Linked DNA regions of Sus scrofa: regions 2 and 3 are each linked to region 1. The links are chromatin contacts, called in public Hi-C and HiChIP or PLAC-seq maps. All regions are on one chromosome and are shown on one strand. The core of a region is the stretch at or near the end of the contact, and the rest is flanking DNA. Distances in the headings are between cores, read along the strand shown. Region 1 overlaps GAS7 (growth arrest-specific protein 7). Region 2 holds the start of GAS7 (growth arrest-specific protein 7). Region 3 has its middle 35 kb from the start of GAS7.

What was found. Hi-C and Micro-C count contacts between places; a contact is called where the count stands out from the background. HiChIP or PLAC-seq counts read pairs in DNA pulled down with a chosen protein or histone mark.
Region 2: a Hi-C map of retroperitoneal adipose tissue shows a contact between it and region 1, with 1.6 times the contacts expected there. The contact joins the promoter of GAS7 here to the enhancer-like site in region 1. A contact is called at or near these places in 13 of 47 Hi-C or Micro-C datasets (blood, embryonic fibroblasts, fibroblasts and 6 more) and 1 of 2 datasets of contacts at active chromatin or transcription factors (alveolar macrophages).
Region 3: a contact with region 1 is called in an H3K27ac HiChIP or PLAC-seq map of skeletal muscle, with 4 times the contacts expected there. The contact joins two enhancer-like sites. A contact is called at or near these places in 7 of 47 Hi-C or Micro-C datasets (alveolar macrophages, blood, embryonic fibroblasts and 3 more) and 2 of 2 datasets of contacts at active chromatin or transcription factors (alveolar macrophages and skeletal muscle).

Annotation. Positions count from the first base shown.
Region 1 is chr12:54,807,473-54,811,046 of Sscrofa11.1, reverse strand. All of the region lies in intron 3 of GAS7 (growth arrest-specific protein 7), which reads left to right. Among named protein-coding and RNA genes, the nearest start is that of RCVRN, 57 kb to the right of the region's middle. Within about 2 kb of position 1,561, at least 15 of the 83 cell types and tissues checked have an H3K27ac peak or open chromatin away from gene starts, as enhancers often do. A contact at or near this core is called in retroperitoneal adipose tissue and skeletal muscle, where this site is marked.
Region 2 is chr12:54,972,992-54,976,700 of Sscrofa11.1, reverse strand. GAS7 (growth arrest-specific protein 7) reads left to right here and starts at 2,166. Exons shown (of 14, transcript XM_021067872.1): 1 at 2,166-3,709. The coding sequence starts at 3,569.
Region 3 is chr12:55,007,682-55,011,418 of Sscrofa11.1, reverse strand. No RefSeq gene overlaps it. Among named protein-coding and RNA genes, the nearest start is that of GAS7, 35 kb to the right of the region's middle. Within about 2 kb of position 2,223, at least 1 of the 83 cell types and tissues checked has an H3K27ac peak or open chromatin away from gene starts, as enhancers often do. A contact at or near this core is called in skeletal muscle, where this site is marked.

The sequences.
Region 1 (3,574 bases), core at 312-2,811:
TTCTCTGTCTGTCTAGGTAATCAAGCAGAGGTGGCCGAGGGAGACATTCCAATAACAGGTGGTTTTTCCTTAGGAGACATGTCACTCCAGGGCCCCAGGAGGCAGGTTGCAGGACATTCCCATGGGGAGAACAGCTTCTGACTTCCTGTGGTTTAGGCATTATTTTAAATGTCACCTCCTCCGAGAAGCCTTCCCTGACCCCTCCATTTAGAGTCCTTACCCATCACTCTGGATCCCTGCCTCCTGCAGTTTCATTGTCCCCAGAGTAGTCCTACCCCCCTGTTGGCTGTCACTCTCCCACCCAGATCATAAGCCCCCTGAGGTGGGGACTCTGTCTCACTTTTTCTTTTGTGGAATCCTCTGTCCCCAAGCAGAGCCTGGCCTCAGCAGCATTGGGTAAATTCACAAACGTCTCCAGAGTCCTTGAGACGGTGGTCCTGGTTGTGGTTGCAGCATGGAATTTCAACTTGGAATGGCGTTGACAATGTGGCAGAGATTGTAGCCGGATGGGGGGTTGGGGGGAGGCCTGGGGCTCTAGGGGGTGGCGGGAGAAGCCACGTGACGTCCTCCACTCACCCGGAAGGGAGGGGACACAAGAGCCTCGCACCCTTCTTGGAACACAAGTAACTTCAAGCGTCACAGGTAGCCAGAGGCAGAGCTGGGACAGCAAGACTCATAAACCCTGGATCAGGGAAGGGCTGTGCAGGCCCCCCCTTTCCTAGTGGGGGGTCTTGAGATATTATCCACCATTGAGAAATCAAAGTGGGATCAAAGTACATTACCTAGGGGTATGGGGGTTGCCAACAGAAGCACCCAAAACCGGAGTGATGGCAAAATAGACCCAGAGAATCAACTTAAGCTCAGACAGGTGTTTGGACTGGTGGGTAGTTCCCAGGGAGAGTTCTTCTAGGATTTGTGTGTGTGCGCGCGCACGCGCATGTGTGTTATACACATTTTTTTAACATAAAAAAAGGCCCCCTGGGGAGCAGGGAAATGAGGCATTTCCTCCTGATTTCCTATGGGGCAGTGATTGCTCCATTCTCGGACCAGATCCCCAGAAATGGGGCCGCTCAGCCTTCCGAGCTGTCATGGGAGAGGCAACATTTCTGGGCACGCTGCCTTGTCTTTTGCTGCTGTTCTTGTGCTTTTTGAACAATGGAAATGCTCGTGTGAATGACGAGAGGTGTGGCCCTCTATCCTGGCTGGCTCCAGGCCACCCAGGCACTAGACAGAAAACCCAGCTGTCTTTTTCGGCCAGAGGGGCCCACGGAGCAGGACCAGCTGTGACACAGTCAGGGGGAGGCTTGGGCGCGTGAGGTGACGGGCGGGAACTGCCCAGCCTGCCGCCCTATATGGCCTGCTATACGGGGCTGCTCGGGGAACTGGCCCTCTGTGTCAGTGGGGTCCCCTCTCCAAAGCCTGCTGTCCCTGGCACCGTCCCCAGCGGCATCCCCTCCCCCCTCTGCTTTTGGGAGCCACCCCCAGGAGAAGGACTAGGAGGAGCTGGCTCAGGCCACGGGGACAGATGTCCACCTTCACGACCAGCACAAGGGGCCAGGGCCACTCATGCGTCCATCCTTGTGTGTGTGTGTTCGCATCCTGTGCACATCCTTGTCAGCTTCCCTGGCCCTGGCATGGTGCTTCTCAGCTCAGGGGTGATTTTGCCCACCTGGGGATGTTTTTGGCTATGACTGTGGTGGGGGAGGTGCCACAGGAATCTGGTAGGTAGAGGCCAAGGATGCTGTAAATATCCTACAGGGCTCAGGACAGCACAGCCCCACCGCGTGGAGCTAGGCAACCCACGTGTCAGCAGTGCCAGGGTTAGGCGCTCTGTTCTAGGGGGACCTGGGACCCTAGCTCAGCACTATTCAGGGCCTGGCTGATGGACCACAGACCACGGCAGTGAGAAGCAGCAGCAAGTTACGCAGGACCGCAGCTCGTTGATTCCAACACCCATATTGATATCTTCGTTTTGTTTTGATTTTTTTTTTTTTTTTTTTTAGGGCCTCGCCTGTGGCATATGAAGGTTCCCAGGCTAGGGGTCAAATTGAAGCTGCAGCTGCTGGCCTACACCACAGCCACGCAGGATCCAAGCCCCATTTGTGACCTACACCACAGCTCACGGCGCCGCCAGATCCTTAACCCACTGGGTGAGGCCAGGGATGGAACCTGCAATCTCATGGTCCCTACCTGGCTTCACTTCCACTGCACCACAGCAGGAACTCCCCATGTTAATATCTTGAATGAAACCCGAGTTCCCGTTGTGGCTTGGCAGTAATGAACCCAACTGGTATCTGTGAGGATGCAGGTTCAGTCCCTGGCTCTACTCAGTGGGTGAAGGATCGGGTGTTGCTGTGAGCTGCTGTGTAGGTTGCAGATGTGGCTGGGATCTGGCACTGCTGTGGCTGTGGCGCAGGCCAGCGGCTGCAGCTCCAGTTGGACCCTCGCCTGGGAGCCCCGTGTGCTGCACGTGTGGCCCTGAGCGGCAAGTCACCATCACTGTCGTCTTGAAAGCAGGTGTTTCCTGGTCTCGTTGGAAGCATCGTTTTCTCTTTCTCAGCAGGACTTCAAACAAGGGCGCCTCTAACAATCAGTAACACCTTAGATTTGTGAAATCACAGCTCGTCAGCCCGGGGCCTGGGGCACAGCCCTCCTCTTTGCCTCACTTTGCCCACGTGTAAACTGGTGCCTGGAGGAAGCCCCAGGCTGGGGTCCCGTCCAGCCCTCTGTGATCTGTGCTGCGTGGAGCCCTCTGCCCTGGGTACAAACACGCACGTCAGCCCTCCATCCACCCTCCGGGATGGAAGCGGAGAGAACCCGCCCATGAGGCTGGAGCAGGATCCACGATATTCTGACATCTTCTTTACTGTTTCTGTTTTGTTTTTGTCTTTTTGCCTTTTCTAGGGCCACTTCTTGCAGCACATAGAGGTTCCCAGGCTAGGGGATCTAATCAGAGCTGTAGCCACCGGCCTACGCCACAGCCACAGCAATGTGGGATCCGAGCCGCGTCTGTGACCTACACCACAGCTCACGGCAACACTGGATCCTTAACCCACTGAGCAAGGCCAGGGATCGAACCCGCACCCTCATGGTTCCTAGTCAGATTTGTTAACCACTGCGCCACGACGGGAACTCCTTTGGGTTTTTTTTGTTTTTGTTTTTGTTTTTTTTTCCTCGTCTTTTTAGGGCCACGCTCTCGGCATATGGAGGTTCTCAGGCTTAGAGTTGAATTGGAGCTGCAGTCACTGGCCTACGCCACTGCCACGCCAGATCCAAGCCACATCTGCCACCTACACTGCAGCTCACAGCAACACTGGATCCTTAACCCATTGAGCGAGGCCAGGGATCAAACCTGCATCCTCATAGATACTAGTCAGATTTGTTTCCGCTGAGCCACAACAGGAACTCCTCTTTCCTGGTTTTTGAACTGAGCCTTCTGTCTAGAGAGTAGAATAGCCGTGCTGGTATTTCTCTCTAGAGGGGGACACTGGGATTTTTCCCGCCGTTCCTTCCTTCGGTTTTATAAGCAGCTTTCAGGAGATTGCATTTTGTTGTGGGGAGAGAAATCAACTTG
Region 2 (3,709 bases), core at 917-3,416, 170 kb before region 1:
GGGCAGGGACGGGTTGGGGCGGAAGGCAGGGAGGAAAATAGATAAGGGATAAGCGCGTCTTTTTTTTTTTTTTTTTTTTTTTTTTTTTTTTGGTCTTTTTAGGTCACACCCACGGCGTATGGAGGTTCCCAGGCTAGGGTGGAATCAGAGACGTAGCTGGGGCCTACGCCACAGCCACAGCAACATGGGCTGCGACCTCCACCCTAGGTCAAAGGCAACACCAGATCCTTAACCCACTCAGCAAGGCCAGGAACCAAGCCTGCATCCTCATGGATGCTAGCTGGGTTCGTTAAGCGCTGAGCCGTGACAGGAACCCCGAAGCCCATTTTTCTTTCAAGATCTTGTGAGAAAACAGAAACCCAGAGTGTGTTTCTTTAAAATTTTTGCTATTCCAAAGATAGAAGGGTTTCCACTTCTATTGCCCTGAAATATTCGTTCAAAAAGAAGTGTTGGATAAAAATAACTAGGACCGTGGACTAGATAAATAATGACTGCTAATATGAGTCCTTAATGTGCTAGATATTGCTCTAAACAGTTTACATTTTTACTCATTTCATCCTCTTAATAACCCTGTGATAAAATACTACTGTCATCTTCTAATGCTGAGGAAAATGAGACTCAGAGAGGATAAGTAAGTTGCCAAAGGGCACACAGCTAGCAAATGGCAGAACTCAGGTTTGGATACAGGAACTCCAGAGCTTATACATTTAAGCACCTCAAGTCTCCTAACCCAGCTATAGGATTCAGTCTCCAATAACAGTGAAATCACCCACAGGTGTCAGCGGATTGTCTGAGGCTACTTGATTGATAAGAAATCAGGGACAGAGACTTCTATCAAGACTGGCGTTGGGGAGTTCCTGCTGTGGCTCAGCAGTAAGGAACCTGACTAGTATCTATGAAGAATGACGATGTGGGTTCGATACCTGGCATTGATCAGTGGGTTAAGGATCCGGTGCTGCCATGAACTGTGGTCGCAGACGAGGTTTGGATCTTGTGGTGCTGTGGTTGTGTGCTATGGCTGTGGCGCAGGCCAGCAGGTGCAGCTCCGATTGGACCCCCAGCCTGGGAACTTCCGTATGTCACATGTGCAGCCCTAAAATGCAAAAAACAAAACAAAAAAAACCAAAAACAAACCAACCAACCAACCAAACAAAAGACTGATGTTGGGTATCACCAGAGAACACTTTCTTAAGATGCTATTTGTGGATAAGCTACAACCATACACAGATTCCCAGACTCTGTAGGGTGGACTGGAGGAAGGAGTGCTCCATGCACAAGAAGCCAGACTGACCTTCACTGTGGATGGCCGTATGATGGTGGGTGAGTCATACCGTCTAGAGTTTCTACTTGTAAACTGGGGGCAGTGACCACACCAGCTCATGGGAATACAGAATGAAGTGGAAGAAGAAGAACTAAAGGAGTTGAGAGCCATTGTCAATTTGGGTGCTGCAGAACGGTTTGGGAGGGTCATTTGGAACTGAAGTCAATGGGATGATGTGAAGGCTGAGATTTCTCAAGTCCAAACTGGATCAGAGGATTCTGGGTTGTAAGAAGGCTCTGGACCAGCTGTCTAACCTGAACTGGGCCACAAATCAGATATGAAACCTGATGTCAGCCTACAACAGTCACATGTGGCCATGATACAGGGTGTTTTAGTCCCTTTTAAGACTTGACTAGGTCAGTTACTTTTTTAGTGACTGTTTTCTTTAACAGATTTTGCTTTAAGGGACTCTTAGTGGTGACTGTGGTCAAGAGTTTGTTTCCCCAGGATTGTGGACGAGCAAAGGTTTGTGAATTTGCAATCGATGGAATATAATAAACAATCTACACTCGTCAATTTGCCCATAGCCAGAGGCTAGGCTGAGGCTGCTCAAGAGAGATGGCTTCGATGTAGCATTTGGCTCAACAGTGATTCTCAAAGCCATGGTGGGTCTGGGCGTGAGCATTTAAAGTTACTCAGGTGATTCTAATCAGAACCTCTGATTCAAACATATAAAGATGTGCCAGACCTTAGGGCTCTTCGTGGCGCAGCCAGACTGGTTCTTGAAGCGCGAGTAGACAAGCACAGAGAGATGAGGCTGGGGGAGGTGTTGTGGAGGGCTGGAAGTGCACAGGCTGAGAGAGAAGTCGATACTTAACATAAAAGGCAATAGGGAGCCTTGAAAGGTTACTGATCAGGATGTAAGGGTAGGCAGTTAGAAGTATACAGAGATTAAAGGGTCTAGCTCTTTACAGTTTAGGAAATAGAATTTAAGTTTTCCTATAGAGCAGGCGAACAAAGCTTTCCTTTACTTCTGTACCCTCAGTTCAAGGTCAGCTTCTTTCAGCACCCAGGTCCACTGGTCCCAGAAGAGCAGGAGCTTGTCCAAATGAATTTTGTAGATACCTGGCACGTTGAGTGAACCGTGGTAGCCTCCCACTAATGTTTGTTGACTGAGTAAATGAGTGTAGACTCTTCAGTCTGGCCCATCTCGATTTCAGGGAGCTAGTACCCTGGGCCAGCCTCCCCTTTGCATGCAAAACAAAGCGGAAGTTCCGGGGCCAGTAGCGACCAGAGCCACTGCATTGACAACACAAGATTCTTAACCCAATGAGCCACACGGGAACTCCCCCCCTTCTTTTATCTCTAACGACTTGTTTCCAATTCTGCCAACTCGGATTTCGACTCAGTCGCCTCCCCTCTCCGGCCTTCCCGTGTAACGCGCTGCCACCCGGCTTCCCGGTCAAGGCGCCCGGCTTCAAACCAGTCTTTCATCCATTCATTGTCCAGTTTCCGGTGAGTCAAGTTCAACCCCAGGTTCAACCCTTACAGTGTTGGCCACAAACATTCCTCTACAGGCACCTGGGAGGAGACGCCCGCCCACCTCCCGCCGCCAGGCCTACGAAACCAGCAGAGAGGGGCGTTTCTATCCCCGCGGCTTTCTGGGGTGGGGGTGTGAGCAGGGAGACCCCTCCCCAGTGGCCGGCACGCTCAGCGAGAGAGCGCCCGGCCCTCAGCGGGCGTGGCCGCCCTGGCCCAGCCCCCGCCCCGCCCCGCCCCCCCCCGCGCCGAGACAGCCCCCGCCTGGCCGCCCGGCCGCCAGCCCCTTCTCCACGTCCGCCGCCACTCCCTCGCCGCGGAGCCGGGCCGAGGGGGATGCTCCGGGTCCCACCTCCTCGGGGAGCTGCGCATTTCCGCGCGCCAGGGTGGCCCCGGCTCCGGCCGGCCCTCGCGGCGGCCGCCCGCGTTCCGCGTCCCCGGGAAGTTGTCTCCGGAGCCCGCGGCGCCTGGGTCTCCTCCCCCTGAGCCCCGCCCCCCCGCCCCGAGCTGGGAGCTGCGAGCCGCGAGCCGCGAGCCGCCCGGCCCGGGGGCGTCGCCGCTCGCTCTCTGAAGCCAGCGAGTCTCCGCTTCCCTGCGCGGGGCTCGCGTCCCCCGCCTGGCCGGGGACCCCTGAGCACCCCCGAGACGGCGCGCGCCCAGAGCGCGGGAGCCCGGAGCGCCGGGCGCCTGGGACCCCGCGGGGCCGCTGCCCAGCCCGCAGGGCTCGTCAGGGATGCAGGCTGCGCTGTGAGCCCGGGCGCTAAGGCCATGTCCGGCGCCCGCTGCCGGACCCTGTACCCCTTCTCCGGGGAGCGGCACGGCCAGGGGCTGCGCTTCGCCGCGGGCGAGCTCATCACGCTGCTGCAGGTCCCGGACGGCGGCTGGTGGGAAGGCGAGAAGGAGGACGGG
Region 3 (3,737 bases), core at 974-3,473, 200 kb before region 1:
TTCGATCGGAGCTGTTAGGTAAATGAACAATGAGATCTGAGGTCTGGATGCGCCTTCCTCTTGAGTGTTAAGCTGGCTGAGTCCCTCATGCAGACACACGGCACCGTTTCAAGACCTTCCACAATTATCAATGCAGACACTTTCAAATTGTTTAGAATCTCCTGCCTTTGTCAAGAGTATTCCTTCTTAGATTCTAGACCAGCTACCCAAAGGAACTTTCTGGATGATGGAAATATCCTCTGCCCGCGCTGTTCAATAAGATAGCCACTAACCACACGTGGCTACTAAGCTCTTGAAAGATGGCCAGTGCGACTGAGGGACAGCCTTACACATTTTATTTAATCCTAATTAATGTAAATGTAAATAGCCGCATGTGGTGAATACTCCTGCACTGCCACACCATTTTCTAGATGAAGTTGTACCTAATTCTTTCTATTGAGATTTTAGACATCTGGTTTCCTAAATTTGGGGGGGGGTGGAATTTGCTGTTTATTTGCTATTGCAAACTCCAAGACAACACTATCACTTTGGTTCAGGGTTTCTGACACTTCCACACCACCCACTAATTCTCCCTGCTATCTTCTCAGAATCAAAGTTAGAATAACGTTGGCAATAACGTTCACAGTGGAAATTTTTTTTTTTTTTTTTTTTTTTTTTTTTTTTTTTTTTTTTTGTTTTGCTATCTCTTGGCGCTTCCGTGCATATGAGTTCCAGCTAGGGTGAATCGAGCTGACCACGCCTACGCCAGACACGCACGCGGATCCGACCGCGTCTGCACCTACACCACAGCTCACGCAACGCCAGATCGTTACCCACTGAGCAGGCAGGACCCCGCGACCTCATGGTCCTAGTCGGATCGTAACACTGCGCCAGACGGAACCCACAGTGGAAATTTTGAGCACAGACTGGATATCTGATAATATGAAAGAATGACTGGAATCTAAGAAAATGATAGAAACAAAATTATTTGCAAAAGAGAAATAGACTTACAGACATAGAAAACAAAATTAGGGTTAGCAAAGGGGAAAGCTCGCAAGAAGGGATAAATGAGGAGTTTGGGATTCATATATACACACTACTATATTACAAAACAGATAACTGTCTAGCACAGAGAACTCTACTCAGTATTTTGTAATAACCTATATGGGAAAAGAACCTGATAATGAATATGTGTGTGTATAAAACAGAATCACTTTGCTGTACACCTGAAACTAACACAACATTGTAAATCAACTATACCTCAATTAAGAATTTCTAAAATTTAATACTGAAATATTTACAGTTAAAATGACATGGTAACTGTGATTTGCTTTGTAGATAATGGATGGGAGTGGATGGAGGAAACAAGATGGGTTGATAATTGTAGCTGTGTGATGAATTCATGGGCATCCTTTCGATTATTCTGTCTACATTTTTGGGGGGGGGCTTTTTTAGGGTGAGACCCGAGGCATATGGACATTCCCAGGCTAGGGGTTGAATAGGAGCTACAGCTGCTGGTCTACACCACAGCCACAGCAGATCCAGTCCACGTCTGCAACCTACACCACAGCTAATGGCAACACCGGATCCTTAACCCACTGAGCAAGGCCAGGGATCGAACCCGAAACCTCATGATTCCTAGTCAGATTCGTTTCTGCTGTACCACGACGGAAACTCCTGTCTACATTTTTTTTAACTTTAGGAGTTTTTTCTTTTTTTTTTTTTTTTTTTCTTTTTAGGAATATGGAAGTTCCCACGCTAGGGGTCTAATTGGAGCTGCAGCTGCCAGCCTACACCACAGCCACAACTCATGGCAACGCTGGATCCTTAACCCCTGAGCGAAGCCAGGATGGAACCCGCATCTTCATGGACACTAGTCAGGTTCATTACTGCTGAGCCACAACAGGAACTCTGACTTTAAGAGTTTTTAACAAAATGAGAAAGTGCTCACATCGTAATATCAAGTAGAAAGAAAAAGTGAGCTACAAAATGATAAATATACAATAAAATAAGGAATTTATATAAACGGAAGGAAATACATAGGATAGCATAGAAGTTGGGAACAGATGTCTGGGTTCAAATTCTGTCTGTGAAATCTATGCGGCTTAGGGAATTTTTTTTTTTTAAGTTTTGTTAAACCTCAGTCTCCCCATCTACAAAATGAGGATCATACTAGAATATATCTTTTAAAACTGCTCTGGAGACTAGACGAGCCTATTTATGAAATGCTTAGCCAGCATCTGGCTTGCAGTACAAGTCCTATCGCTTACATCTAGAAATAGATTTATACGTGGTTGTTGTTGCACCACTCTATTATCCAATTTTCCATAAAACGGATGTCTTATATTTTCAGAGGGGAAATTTAAAAAAATTATTTTAAAAACCAGCTTCTTCTATGACTACTACTGTGTTCTGAGAAACTATTAGCAAAGTAAGTTAATAATTTATCAGATGTTCTAAACTTCAGCAAAAGGAGAATTCCAGTCTATGTCTGGATACGTGGAATTCTCCGTAAGAACCGTATTTTGTGGTCTGTGTGACATGTTTCAGGAAAGCATCCTCGGGAAGCTTCGTCTCATGGGGGATGAAGGAGGGGGGAGTAGCGACTGGTTTCTGTGGTTCTCATTCCTGACTCAAAAGCTCTCCACACTGATGGACAGATGATGCTGCAGAATTTCCCCTTCTATTAGAACATGCATTTTTTCAAGCAACAGATATCATTCCACTGTCACTTTCTAGTTAGGAATCCCCTCCAAGTGACAGTGATGTTTATGAAGCTGTATTTTTCTTCTTTCAGTAACAGGAAAATCTTGCCTTATGCATTCCCTGTGCCCTTTGCATCAAGAAATAGACACACAAGACCATAAATAAAGTTCTGGCCCAGCTGTCTTTATTTTTGCTCAAGAAGAATAGCACTGTCTCTGTTACCCTGTTCCTGTCTATATAACAGGGACTATTTTCCATTTTCTCCTATCAGTGGTAGCAAGTCCACAGAAACTACATTAAACCAGAGAGGGGGAGAGAGATCGGCGGGGGCATTGAGCGGGAGGTAGAATACTGGTTCACATAGCTAAGACGTTCAAGAAGCAGGGTTAGCTGCAAACATGGTTAAATCCAGGTGCTCTAACGTTTTCCGGAATTTCTCTCTGACATTAGGCACAGCTTTCTGCTATGTTGACTCCCTTCTCTGTCTCATTCAGGAACGGAGGCATCCAGCAGCTCCAAGTTTATCATCTACCATCTCAGCCACTCTACTTGAGAAAGAAGATGCACCTCACTCCCAATCATTTGAGCAAAGTCCTGGCAGTAACTCTTGTTGATCCCGATCTGATCACGTAGCCGAGCTCCGAGGCAGTCTTTGAGGTTTTGATCGACTTCTTCTAGAGCCAAAGGATGGGACCAACTCCCTTTAGCCACAGGACTATGCGTAGCAGGCAGACGGTTTCCCTTCAGAGATAAAGAGGCTGTTAAGTTGGCACATGGATGCTGGGCAGACGACAACAGCAGCTGTCCCCTCCGCATCCCGTAACAACCTTTTCAAATGCCCTTTGATGCCATCGGGAAATCTCCTGCCAAACACATTCTTCCCTGTCTTTGTGACACTCTCCAGCCTTTGCCAGTGGCCTCCTGTTCCAGTATCTTGGGCTCTTTCCAAGGAAATGAAACCCTCGTCAACACCATCAACATCACCAGCTGTTCCCCCCAGTACCCTCTCCTTTCTCTTCCAAAGTCACAGCCCTCAGCTGGATGAAAGAGAG